Linked DNA regions of Triticum aestivum: region 1 is linked to region 2. A link is a contact called in public Hi-C data. All regions are on one chromosome and are shown on one strand. Each heading gives the region's core, a stretch centred on a gene start, on an enhancer-like site or on the middle of the called end of the contact. The rest is flanking DNA. Distances are from core to core; before and after follow the strand shown.

What was found. A called contact is a pair of places that touch in the nucleus more often than the background predicts.
Region 1: a Hi-C map of leaf shows a contact between it and region 2, with 9 times the contacts expected there. The contact joins the promoter of LOC123079651 here to the promoter of LOC123079650 in region 2. A contact is called at or near these places in 2 of 5 Hi-C or Micro-C datasets (both in leaf).

What each region holds. Positions count from the first base shown.
Region 1 is chr3D:459,001,613-459,008,155 of IWGSC CS RefSeq v2.1, forward strand. LOC123079651 (interactor of constitutive active ROPs 2, chloroplastic) reads right to left here and starts at 2,668. Exons shown (of 5, transcript XM_044502451.1): 1 at 2,462-2,668; 2 at 1,989-2,257; 3 at 1-673.
Region 2 is chr3D:458,381,069-458,387,168 of IWGSC CS RefSeq v2.1, forward strand. It overlaps LOC123079650 (protein IQ-DOMAIN 3), which reads right to left and starts at 2,925. Exons shown (of 6, transcript XM_044502448.1): 1 at 2,644-2,925; 2 at 1,521-1,632; 3 at 1,023-1,412; 4 at 275-496. The coding sequence starts at 1,598.

The DNA of each region.
Region 1 (6,543 bases), core at 1,418-3,917, 620 kb after region 2:
AGACAGGTGGTGGTGTGTAAGGAACTAAGGATGAAAGTGTAGTTTATCGCCGCCCAAACGACTGGTTAACGTGTCACGGGCGAAATTAGCGGGGTTGATTTTGTTTAAGATATACTGTGAGGAATACGCGCGATTGGTGCTCCTGTAGCTGCAAGCCTGAAACAGTCGAGAGCCTCTGTTTAATCCCCGTGAACAGAGAGCATGAGCAGTGCTGCTTCCAGTTTCGCTCCGTTGATGAAGGGAGGTTCAGACCCAGGTTAACTCTGTTCAAAACTTTGTGAGGTACTAACAGTAACCTCACAAAACGGATGCACGCACATTGACTGTATCCGTATTCAGAAGATTTGAGCATGGAGCGGAGAATCTATCTAACATCCCAGAGACCGATGCATGGGCATAAACAAAGCATGGAGGAAGGAATCAAATAAGTATAGTAGCACATGACGCCTCAAAACGAACAATCAAACTGCTAAAAAAAACCAAGCCGCACATGGATGGAACTCAGCAGAGTAGAGGACAGAGGGGGGAGGATGGAACGAGCAAGCGAACGAAACATACCTTGTCTTGGCTGTCTGCATGGCCGGCCGGCTATATCTCTCTCTGTTCCAAAATTTGATTGAGAGCCACCCCAGCACTACTGGTGTGTATGTATGCCCACCTACAGGAAAGAAAGCTGCAACGGGACAAGCAGAAAAGGGCGGTCAGCTCGGCTCAGCTCAGCTCCCTCTCTGGACCGGGGAAGAAGAGGGCGGGGGAGAGAGGCCAAGAGAAGAGAAGGCTAGCTAGACGCTAATCGCCACTTTGCTACGGCGACGGAGGGCGAGAAGGCTCTTTGTAGTACCACTATCTTCCCTCCACATGCACGAGAAAAGCAACTAAATAATGGAAGCAACCATTGTAGTACTACTAGTGCATCATTCCCGGCTAGGCTTGCCGCTTGCTTCCCCGTCTAACCTGGCACTAACCAGTGTACCGCACCCAACAGCGACGGCCGCGTGGTTTTTAAATACTACTAATAATCAGACACCATCCTTAAACGGGGAGGCAGAGGCAGACTCATGCAGTCCGTTTCTTTAAGCTTTGCTTTGGCACGGGCGGCGATGATCACCGGCCGTCTACATGCGTCGACCGCATGGTCCCGTGCAAGATAGCGCGCATTATACGCGCGCCACTACAACCACCAGACTTGAGCCCGGAGAGAGGTGCGGCCGAAGCAAGCCAACTAGCCAAGCAAGCAAGCAAGAATCCACCACCATCACCATGGGAGGCTTGCCCTTTTGTTTTGCTCACTCTCTATCATATTCATATCTCTTCCCCCTTACTCAAGCTCCCGCTTGGCCTACCCACACGCGAAACAAAAGCATGCAATGGCGTCGTACAATGGTGGAAAAGTTGTTGGGCCGAAATGACAAGTGCGCGTATGTACGTCCGATTGGTAGCTTGGGTATTAAATACGTGCGCACCTAATCTCCTTTCCATTAGCCAGAGCGCAGGAGCAAAAGGAAAGGAGAAAGGAGAAACAAGGCGTGCTTTGTTTAAGGATTACCACCTCAGGATAACTAACTAACTGAGTTGATGGATGTCCACATGTATTTATGAGCTGGGTGGTCGGGCTTGGGGTGATTGGTGGCGACGAGAGACAAAAATCCCCAAAGCTAGCTCGGGAAGGAGGGATGGTCCGAGCAGCTTTACAGCTTGTATCTGCTGGATACATAAGCAAGCTTGTCGGCCGAACTAGGCCGGTAGGTGGTAGCTAGACATGGGCGCATATATGTACTACGAGAGACGAGAGGGGAGCAAAATTGGAGGTCACTCCATCGTGGGATGCATGTCCCTCTCCTCTCACCTTCCCTTTGGACCAATTCCAATGGGGCACAAATGCTGAAATGCATGATGCAACCGAGCTAGCTAGCATGGATGATGTGTGAGATGCTGAGGGAATGCACGGCGGAAATGTGATAGAAGCAGAGCATCGAATCGAACCGAACCTCGCGTCGCCGGCCTGTCCTGCTTGTCCGGAACGGGAGCTCGGAATGGGTTGGACGGTGCCTTTTCTTCCTCTGCTGTCGCCCGGGTCGCTCGGCCGTGTTCACGCCGTGCTCTGGGACGCCATTGCCGAAGAGGGGGACGCCGTGCTCTGGGACGCCATTGCCGAAGAGGGGGACGCCGTGCTCTGGGACGCCATTGCCGAAGAGGGGGACGCCGTGCTCTGGGACGCCATTGCCGAAGAGGGGGCGACAGAGGGGTAGGGGGGCATCTGCTGGGGGAAGTAGGATGTCATCGCGTCCTTTTAAACGAGAGGAATGGAACGGAATGGAGACAGGTCGTGAGGATTTCGGAAGGCTGCAGGGGCACGGAGCAGCAAAGAGGAAGAACAACCATTTTCCGTGCTCAGTGTCTCCCGTGGCAACAAATCAAATCAAATCAAATCAATGGGGAGGGATGGATGAGATGTTCATACCCGTCGTACAGTACTTGGGCTTTGTTTTTGCAGTATCCCGCGCGTTGTCAACTCCTTTCGGTGCCTGTCGCCGTTGGGGCTGGGTTGGGGTTGGGCTCAACGACGCGCGACGGGGCTGTTGGTCTCTCTCGGATGGCGTTCTTCCGCGCTGGGAAACTGGAGCGCGCTAGACCGGCCGCTTTACCAAAGCGTAGAGCGCCGCGTGCACGCTCAACCCTGCCGAGGCGTCAGTATTTACAGTAGTACTACGATCAAAGGTGAAAAACAAACAACTTGTCCGGAAAGAGTGTCGCGTGGGGTGTACTTGCGATTTGCGATTGGCGGATGCATGCAGGTGGAAACGAAGAAGACAGACATACCACTGGATTGGATTGCGCGCTCTGACGACCCGTGCTTCCGGACTTTTTACTGCCAAAAGGAACGAGACAGATCTACGCGCTTGTACCGTAGCACCGCGCGGAGCAGAGGAGTCCCCGTTGGTACCAAACTGTCGCAGGCCCGGGCGACATGGGGACGAGGACTGACCGGTCCAGCTCGCGTCGGTAACACGATAAGCGTACCGTCCGTCTTGCCCTCGAGCCCGGACGCGCGCGTGGAGCGGGGACATCGGCTACAGTACAAGCGATGCGCGCGCGCGCGCAGCAGCAGCGCCGGGTTGGTAGGCGCCACCCGGGCCGACGGGAGAGGCACGTGAACCCGGTGGCGTCTCGCCACGCCCGCACAAAGGTCCCGTGCTCCCATCGGCACGGACCGGGTTTCAGGAAATCGGAGAGCAGCGGACGCCTTTGCTTTGGCCGGCGTGCGTCGATCGGGCCCGCCCACGGCGCGCCGTCTCTCTCTCAGAGAGAAATCTACTTTGGTTCTTATTACGGCTCGGCTAAAATCTGCTGCTGACTGATGGCGAAACTGCACCGGGCAGCCCGGATAGCGGGCGTCGGGTTGCTCCGTGCAGTGGTGGCGATGTGACGCGTAGGGCATTGGTTGGATCGGGGAAGCAGCTTAATTTTGATGCGATTTTTAGAGGATAAGTAGAGATGGTGATCTGCTACTTGCCCGGACACCAGACGGGTGCTCGCACAGTGCGTGCCGCCGTACCCCTACACGGCAGCGGCGGACGAGGCTACAGTGTGTCTCGAGCAGCGGCCAGTGGTTATCGTACGTACTTGTTCCAACTAGCTTGCCGTTGTATCCACTGCTCCTGCTCGGTTGACAGGCACCTACGGCCGGCCGGCACGGCACGCGCATTCAAGACGCGCACCCGCCCGAGTTGCGATTGTTGGTAACCACCGGCAAAGCAAGCATAATGGCCGTCGAACGAAGCCCAGGACATGGCGTGTATTATTACGTGGTACGTCGACGTCGGGGGCGATCGTTATCGCCCGGTCTCGCGTCCCTCCCCCGTAGCCTCCCCCTGACCCTCCCTGTGCTCCGCGAGGCTAGGATAGTGGTGGTGGTCTCTCCTTCCTAGCTCCATGCATGCATGCCTTGGTAGCGCCGTGCCAACTGCTCAACACATGACGGTGCACGGGAGCCTCTCGTGGTCGCAACAAACGGCGCGTCGTTTTCGCGGGCTGATCTGATCACGATCGATCGCTCGCGCGCGCGTGCGGAGCTGCGGCTGTGGATGGCCCAACTCCCGGCGGTTCCATCCGTCTGATGGAGCATCGGAAATGTGCTGCGCTTTTCGGCTGGATGATACGGTGTCTCGTTCAGAGGTGGAGAAATTGATGTCCAGCTGATCGAGCGTGCCTGATTCTTGTGTGCTGAACTGCACGTCTCCACCGATGTTAAGTTGACCTGAGTTGTGAGAAGACTTGGGAGGTGAAATGATTGGGCGCATTCAGTCATAGAAGTGACGGCTATACTTAAAAGTTGACGCATGAAAAGATTTACTCCCTAAGCTCCTAAATATAAGTCTTTTTTAGAGATTACACTACAAACAGTACATTGGGATGTATGCAAACGCTTTTTAGAGTATAAGGCCAACTCCCGCGGCAAATTTGACCTATAGACGAAATCAAATCACAGAATGAACTATCCGTGAAACTATTTCACGCGGCTGACCTTTTTATGTGACGCCCGACACGAAGGCGCCACACTACACTGTGCAACGCCTCACAGATAGGCGCTACACGGCCAGCGTCGCACCCGTGTGATCAGAAAATTACTAAATCAGTGTGCAGCGCCTGAGAGCTAGGCGCCACACTATACAGTGTAGCGCCTAGCTCCTAGGCGTTGCACTAGTGCAGCGCCTAGCTCCCAGGCGTTGCACTAGTGCAGCGCTTGAGAGCTAGGCGCCACGGGTCAGCCGTGTGAAATAGTTTCACGGACAGTTCATTCTGTGATTTGATTTCGTCTATAGGTCGAATTTGTCAAATTTGCCAACTCCCGCGCGACCCCATCCCGTCCAGTCCCGTCCGTTTAGGGCAAAACGGACAAACCAGATGGCCCAGCGCGCGACGGCCTGGACCCATCTTGTCCGTTTTGTGTCCGGCCCGACCCATTTTCGAGCGCAAACATGCGCCCCGTTTGGGTCCAGACGGACAGCAAACAGACGCGCCGCTCGTACCCGTCGGGCCGCGTGGCAGGCGGCCACCTACCTCCCACCGGCCAACATAAATGCGCACGCACGGTCGGCCCCACCTGTCATCCGCCCAGGCGAACGGTTGCCGTCCTTCTTAAATGGAAAGCCGTGGACCGGTCACAGTCCATACTCCTCACTCCAGCCCGCGCTGCCTCCTCAAAACCCGACACTCCCCAAACCCTAGCTCTCCCTCTCCCCGTCCTCGATCTCGCCGGTCGGCCACCACGCAGCCATGGGGTGGTGGAACACCGGCCGCAACGGGGCGCACGACCACGAGGCTGGCTCGTCCTCGGGCCGCCGCCGTCGCGGCGTAAAAATGAGCCCACCTCACCACCACGGCACGCCCCATGGAGGGCCCCCGCGCCACCCGCATTCTCCATCGCCCCTAGGGCCGCCGGCGAACGCGACCGACACTACATCCACGCGGATGTTTGCCGTTGTTATTGGGAGACGAGGACGCCGCTCCCCTGGAGCGACGTTCACCTCCCCAATAACTTGTTGGAAACGTAGCATGCAATTTAAAAAAAAAATCCTACGCTCACGCAAGATCTATCTAGGAGATGCATAGCAACGAGATGGGGAGAGTGTGTCCACGTACCCTCGTAGACCGAAAGCGGAAGCGTTTGACAACTCGGTTGATGTAGTCGAACTTCTTCTAGCTCTGACCGATCAAGTACTGAACGTATGACACCTCCGAGTTCTGCACACGTTCAGCTCGGTGACATCCCTCGTCTTCTTGATCCAGCAAGGTGTCGAGGTAGTAGATGAGTTCGGTCAGCACGACGGCGTGGTGACGGTGATGATGAAGTGATCCTCGCAGGGCTTCGCCTAAGCACCACGAGAATATGACCGGAGTTGTAAACTGTGGAGGGCGGCGTCGCACACGGCTAGGCAATTGTCTCGCCTGTGCTAGGCCCCCCCTCCTCATATATATAGGTGGGAGGGAGGGAGGAGCAGCGATAGGAGGCACCCAAGTAGGAGGAATACTACTTGGATTCCCTCCCAAGCCGCGTGCCCCCCTGCCATATATAACTTAGGGGGAAGGAAAGAGAGGGGGAGAGGGAAGGAAGTAGGAATCCTAATCCACACTTTCCTTGCCCTCCCCTCTTTCCTTCTCCTCCTCATAGGGCTGGCCTCTATAGGGGCGCACCAGGGCTGGTGTGTTCCCTCACTTGGCCCATAAGGCCCATATCTTTGCCGCGGGTGCCCGAAACTCCTTTCCGGTGACCCGATGTACCCGGTACCCTCCGGAACACTTCTGGTGTCCGAATACCATCGTACTATATATCAATCTTTACCTCTCGACCATTTCGAGACTCCTCGTCATGTCCGTGGTCTCATCCGGGACTCCGAACAACATTCGGTTGCCAAATCACATAACTCATATAATACTATATCGTCAACGAACGTTAAGCGTGCGGACCCTACGGGTTCGAGAACTATGTAGACATGACCGAGACACCTCTCCCATATTGGCTCCTACATATTGGCTCCTACA
Region 2 (6,100 bases), core at 1,675-4,174:
TCAATATGTATAACAAAAGTTTAGTCGTATTAGTGGAGAACATGTATGTTTTTTTACTCTTTCTTCAATGTGAGTGGTACGTTAATACTGTTTATCATTAATAACTCCTTTTTCTGTAAATAGAGCGGAGAACTGTCCATCAACCAGTTGGCTAGAGGTGCGCATGTGGGTGTGCGCCTATCCCGCCACCCGCGTTCGAGCGCTGTGCTCCGCAGGGGGTGTCTCATGGTTGTGTAAAAGATGAAGAGCTTTGCAATTCAAAAAGGGTGCTCACCTTCATTTTCTCAAGTTCCCTTTGGTGCTTCAACTGGAGCTGCCTTTGAAGAGCCTGTTTTTCCTCCTCCATCTTCACCCTTCTAGAGTAGATTTGGGTTTGAACTCTGGCCATTGTTTGTGTGCAATGCAAGGTGTGGGCAGTTTGGCGTTTAACAGCATTTCCATCAACTAGCGACTTCAGCCTAACAAGTCCTCTCAGTGCACGCAGTGCTCTCCTTGCCTACACAAATATTTTCCAAATTGAGTAACTAATCAATTTATACTATGCAATAAAGAAGAATTAGCACTCGATGCCACACAAAAACATAACATATATACGACTCTTCATCCCAAGAAGTACAGTTTAAGAGTTCTACCCTAATAATGGTTCGCGCTATTCTGAATTATTTTTTATTCAGCTGTCATATCATCATTCACGTTCTTATGCGTAAGAACATCAAAATCATCAAATGAAAGTATGATTGAAAATGACCAGCAAAGCACAATCTTGGCTGTATTCCAAATTGGACCAACGACATGATAATGATGGATTAGACAACAACTCTCTCTACCAACCAAATCAGGTATCTTAAAGGGTATTAATTCGTACCAGGCTGACATCTTACGCATGCCAGTAAAAACTGAAGACAGTGACCCAAAACCAATCGCAGCATATGGTTTCTATTGTATTGCTACCAAGGACAGACATTAATATAGATAGATAACAACAGCAAGCAATAAACATCCCGCAAGTGTGGATTCATTACCAGATAACCCCTGAAGGCGGTCTGAATCTTGACAGCGGCGAGTTCTTCCTGTGAGCAAACAGGTGGCCTTGATGTGGCTGCGGGGACTGCTGTGAGGCGGACAACCTCAGCAGCGGCCTGGGCAGCGACGGCAGCGGCTTCCGCAGCGACAGCAGAGGCAAGCGCAACAGAGTAGGCATGCTTGTTTTGTTCACTCTCCGTTTCGACTGGCTTGACATCTTTTATCTCCTCGGACTGTGGCTGAGGAGGCTGCGTAGGCGGCAACGGCAGCGGCAGCGGCGATGGAGCTACTGGAGTGATGTCTGACACTGTCGAGGTGGGCGGATCAAAGCGCTTTGACTTGCCAAATGGCCATTTCCTCCGGGATTTAGGCTTGTCTGCCTTCTCAGTCTACAGGTGCCAAATGTCAAAATGGTTGAAATGGCAAGCTACTGAAAATGAGGGCAAATGCAAAATTTAAGTCAAATGTGTAGATGTAAAAGTACAGTATTTTTATACCTTAGCTTCTTTCCCCTCCGGATCAGAGGAGCTGAACACTCTCCTGACAGCACTAAACCACTTCCCTTTCTTTGCCATAATTGGTGTACCCTTTCTGCACCTTCTTCTTCACCTTAAAAGTACAGATCAAAGCTTCAGAACACAACTGATAGAAGGGGTGGAAATCATCTAAAGAAACGTTAGAAGGTGAAAGAAAGGCCAGAAAAATCCAAGGTTTACAGTATAAATCATAGCATATGTGGATCGGGCACAAGAACAGTTGTTCCACCAAAATATTTAGAGATCAAAAGGTTATGATACTGTCGTTCTCTAATGAAGCAAGCGGCGTAAAAACCTGAAAGAAATGAAGCAGGTTTTGACACCGAAAATAAAGCATACTGACAGAAAATCAGCTACGCTGTGAGGTTTGTAAGCTGACCACCTACACAATTCTAAGCTTGCCAAAATCTTTAATCGAATCAATTAGGAAAAAACATACTAGAAGTAAACGGCGGGCGGAGATTTGATACGATTAGCTACCCAGGACATAATCGTGCATCATAAATAAGAAAATATGGCAAGAAAGGCATCTCTTGGACGCAGAGATACCCTACTTACTTCCGCGCGTTACCCTTCAACACTCCATCAATCGGGCAGCGAAAATAAAGACCGGAGGGATCAGACACCAACCGAAACGGACCGAATTTAATCCCCCACATAAACCCTCGCCCAACTCCTCCGCCAAAAATCTACTCTGCCGCACCTCAAACTTGACCAGAGAAGAAGAGCGCGACAAGGAAGAAGAAGCAACCAGGCAGCACGGCCGTGGGGCGCGGCGCCCGAAAAGAAAACAGGAGATCCGACTTTCACATCGGGCGAGGGAGAGAAAGAGGCGCGCGAGCTTTCACCTCAAAGGCAAGCAACCGCCGAAAGCCCCGCCCTGCCTGCCTGCCCACCTTCCTCTGAAGCCACCCGTCGTGGGTGGCGCGACGGGTCAGATCAACCGGAGACCGGGGGAGGCAGAGGCATTGTGGGAGGGCGGAAAGGAGTGGAAGAAATGGAAAGGGGGGGAGAAGAAGTGGCAAGGGGTGGTGAAGTAGCCCACCTCCCCGAACTACTACTATTCCTCTTTTACTATGCTCACCTCAGCTCACCCGTCGGAGGAAAGGAAAGGCGCCGCCGCTTTTATCGGCTCACCGTTCCGCCGAGAAGAGAATTGATTCCCGCCGGTGGGACCTAGCGCGGTGCGGCGGGACCACGGCGCGCGGGGGAGCAGGCAGGGCTGGCCGTTGGTGGCGGGGCCCGTCGGCGGAGCGTACGGCGGCGAGCCGTTTCGCTGCCCCTCCTCGTCCCGATCTCTTCTGCTCCCTCTGGCGAGTCGCCGTCGTGGTCACGGTCACGGCGTCGCGCGCCCCCAGTGCCAGCTGAAACGCGCCGTCCCCTGTCGCCTCTTATGGGGAGGAGAGGACTGAGAGGAGGCGGCGCATGACGGGTGGGGCCAGCGCCCCGCAGCCGTGCTCCCCCGCGCGTGCCATGCCCCAGTGGCCAAAAAACCGTCGCGCGCATGACGTTTTCCTTCTGGCCCGGCTCGCGCCGGCCGGTACTCGTTCCGCCAGGGCCCGCGCGTCAGGGGGGGCCCCGTGACACCTGTATCAGGGGTGGCCCGCCTGTCATAGATAGCTGGGCGGCGGCCGGCCCCACGCAAACGGTCTCTTTTCTCGAGGTGGATCCATGGTCAAGCTTTCGGTTAACCCCGCGCGTTAATGAGGCGTTTACGCCGGCTTGATTGTGCAAGCAGAGCAAACGCCTTTGCTTGCTTCCCCCGGTGTTTTTTCACCAGCTTTTGTACTAGTAACTCGTGTGCAGACTGTAAAGCGCAGCTGGCCCTTGGCTTTTGTGAACTGCCTTTTCTGCGGCCGTTTCGTTTCGTCTGGCAGAACGGAAAACGGATCGATCGGATGCGTGGCCACGCCGCAATATTTTGATAAGAACGGCCGGATCGAGATGATTACAATAGCGTTGGTGTCAGCGGGACGCTGCCGATGATGAGGCGATGAGATCCGTCCGTCACCTGCTAGAATTGTTTGCTCCTTGTTTGTTTATCCCTGTGCGCCAGCCTTTCATGCGGTGTCCTGGATCTTGGCGGGGGCCGCACTGCACTGCACTGCGCCGGAGAGTGGAGGGGCTGGAGAGGAGCGGCCAGCGGCCATGGCCTTTTTTTTTTGTCTCGGTTGTCGCTGCTCCAGCACATGCAGAACGCCAGCGGATCGGGCAGGCGCCCGACCGGCTTTACCCCACGGCCCGGGCAGCCTTTTCTTTTCTTTTCCTTTCTTTTCTTCCTCCCCGCGGCCGTACCTACACCTACCACCAACGGCGCTGTTGCCTCTGCGTCCCCCGATTGCACCTTTCAGAAAGAAAGGCCTTCGAATGCCAGAGCCACAGTGCTACTCCAGCCTACTACTGATAGCCTAGCACAGTAGTAGCACTGTACACTCACTTTTCGATCCTCGTCGCGGCGCCGAGGTGAAAAATGCGTTTCCGTCGCCGCGTGCTCGTGACCTATGTAACTTTACCGCCAGCGGCTACTCACTCACCACTGTTGTGCATCCATGTACCCACGGGTCGTCCTGAATAGTCCAAGAGGAGTAGTACTTGCGTATTCAGTGGCCACACATGTATCCGTCGTCTTGAATACTTCGAGATACGGTGCTGCACTGTGACTACTGTCCCAACCCAAGTGGCCGGTCGTCGATCGGGAGCCGTTGGCGTGGAATCTTGGCGGTGTAATGGCGACCCTGTACCACGGCAAGTGTATTTTCTGGACTGCTGGAACTACTGTGCAAGAGGTGGTGGAATCGTATTGATGCCTGCTACACGTGAGTTTGTGACTCACCCATTCCATTCCATTCTGGGAGGAACTACGGATAGTGTCTGCTGCTAATCACTTGTGCGATGATGGTTCCTCCGCGCTGATGATTGATTGGTCAGATCCCGGCCGGAGCCGCTACGGCGTCCTTGTTCATAGTATCAGAATCGTGAATAAATAAAAAATCAGAATGGAGTAGGGGTAAAGCTAGCCATGGGGTAACATGGACTGTAACATTGATTATTCGCACGGTGGGGGTTGGATCATCGTAATATGAGCTTGATGAGGCTATTAGAGGGCATAGCCCCCACGAGGGAGAGCATAGTGCAGGAGTATCACGCTGCAATCAGCACTAAAACCATTTCACCGAGATTAGAAAGTTCATTGTGCGGGGAACCAAGGAATCGTATAGGGAATAGTCGGTCCGTGCCACTACCGGAATTGCATATTTGAATTCTGCCATTCAAATTTGAATATTTTGTTCTGTGCCCATGCGAGTGCGGGGGCCAGCACCGAAGTCGACGCCTCGCCACCCGCAACAGCAACGTCGTCGAGAGAGAGAGGCGAACATCAAGGCACCGGACGAGGAGCACGCGTGAAGAGAGGTTGCCACGCGGGTCTATGCTTTGGTTCGCTGGCCGCAGGCTCGTGAGAATGCCAAGATGGTGGAGATTGAGGCCCGGGAAGCTGCCTTGGAGGCGCGAGGCCTTCAAGAGTCATGCCTATGTCTCGCTTGTGAGTACATCAATCGAGTGGCCGCCGCCACATTGCTTGAGTCTCGGTGGGCATTGGATGATGAGAGCACTGTCGTGACGCTCGGCTGCAACGAATGCGCCGGACATCATGACAGAGTTGTCTTAGCCGCCGCCACGCTGGAGCACGGGCGCGTAGGGAGCCCACACACTCACCTGCGTAGGGACCCCGCACCTGATGACCCGACACACTTGCGATGAAAATCGTTTGTCTTCTCTTTATTCAAGTACGACTCAAACATGAAGATCACACTTGCTCCCACATGCCCTTGGAGCTCCAAGAGCCCATGTATTGTCGTGGCTGTCGGGAATTGTCACGGCAGATGTCCTAGTAGAATGACTTAGTCGTGGATCCATCGCAACTAGGTAGCTTAAAGGGGTTAAACGGGACAAAGGACACAAGGAGTTTATACTGGTTCGGCCGCTTGCGGTGAAGGTAAATGACTAATCCAGTTTGAGGTGGTATTGGTTATGTTTCGATTACCAGGGAGCGAATACGCTTGACCTAGCTTTCGATTTGTTCTTTCTTACCCTAAGCCGCCGCCGGGTCGTCCCTTTATATACACAGGTTGACGCCTCGCGGCTCACGGAGTCCCGGCCGGCTCATAAACAACGTGTCCGGCTCGGTGACTAATTAGACTTTCCTTACAATACAAGTCATACATATATGGCGGTTTATATTTATGGGCCTTAATTCGCCTTTGGGCTTCGGGTCCTTAGCAAGTCTGCTTCATGAATCGCCACCTTTAATATCTTCATGGGCTTTATCTTGATAAACCACCATTGGTATAACCCGGCCCCTCCTAAGCGGGTCATATCCAATAATTATATCTCCAACATTAGGCCCCAGGTTGATTTGAACTTGTTCATATCAATCTTCAATACTTAGAAAAAATCCTTCATTTGTTATTGCGAGATATTGTAACCCGCTATGACGTCATCTCCTGGGATTACGGAAACCCGCCATGACATCATGAGATCGA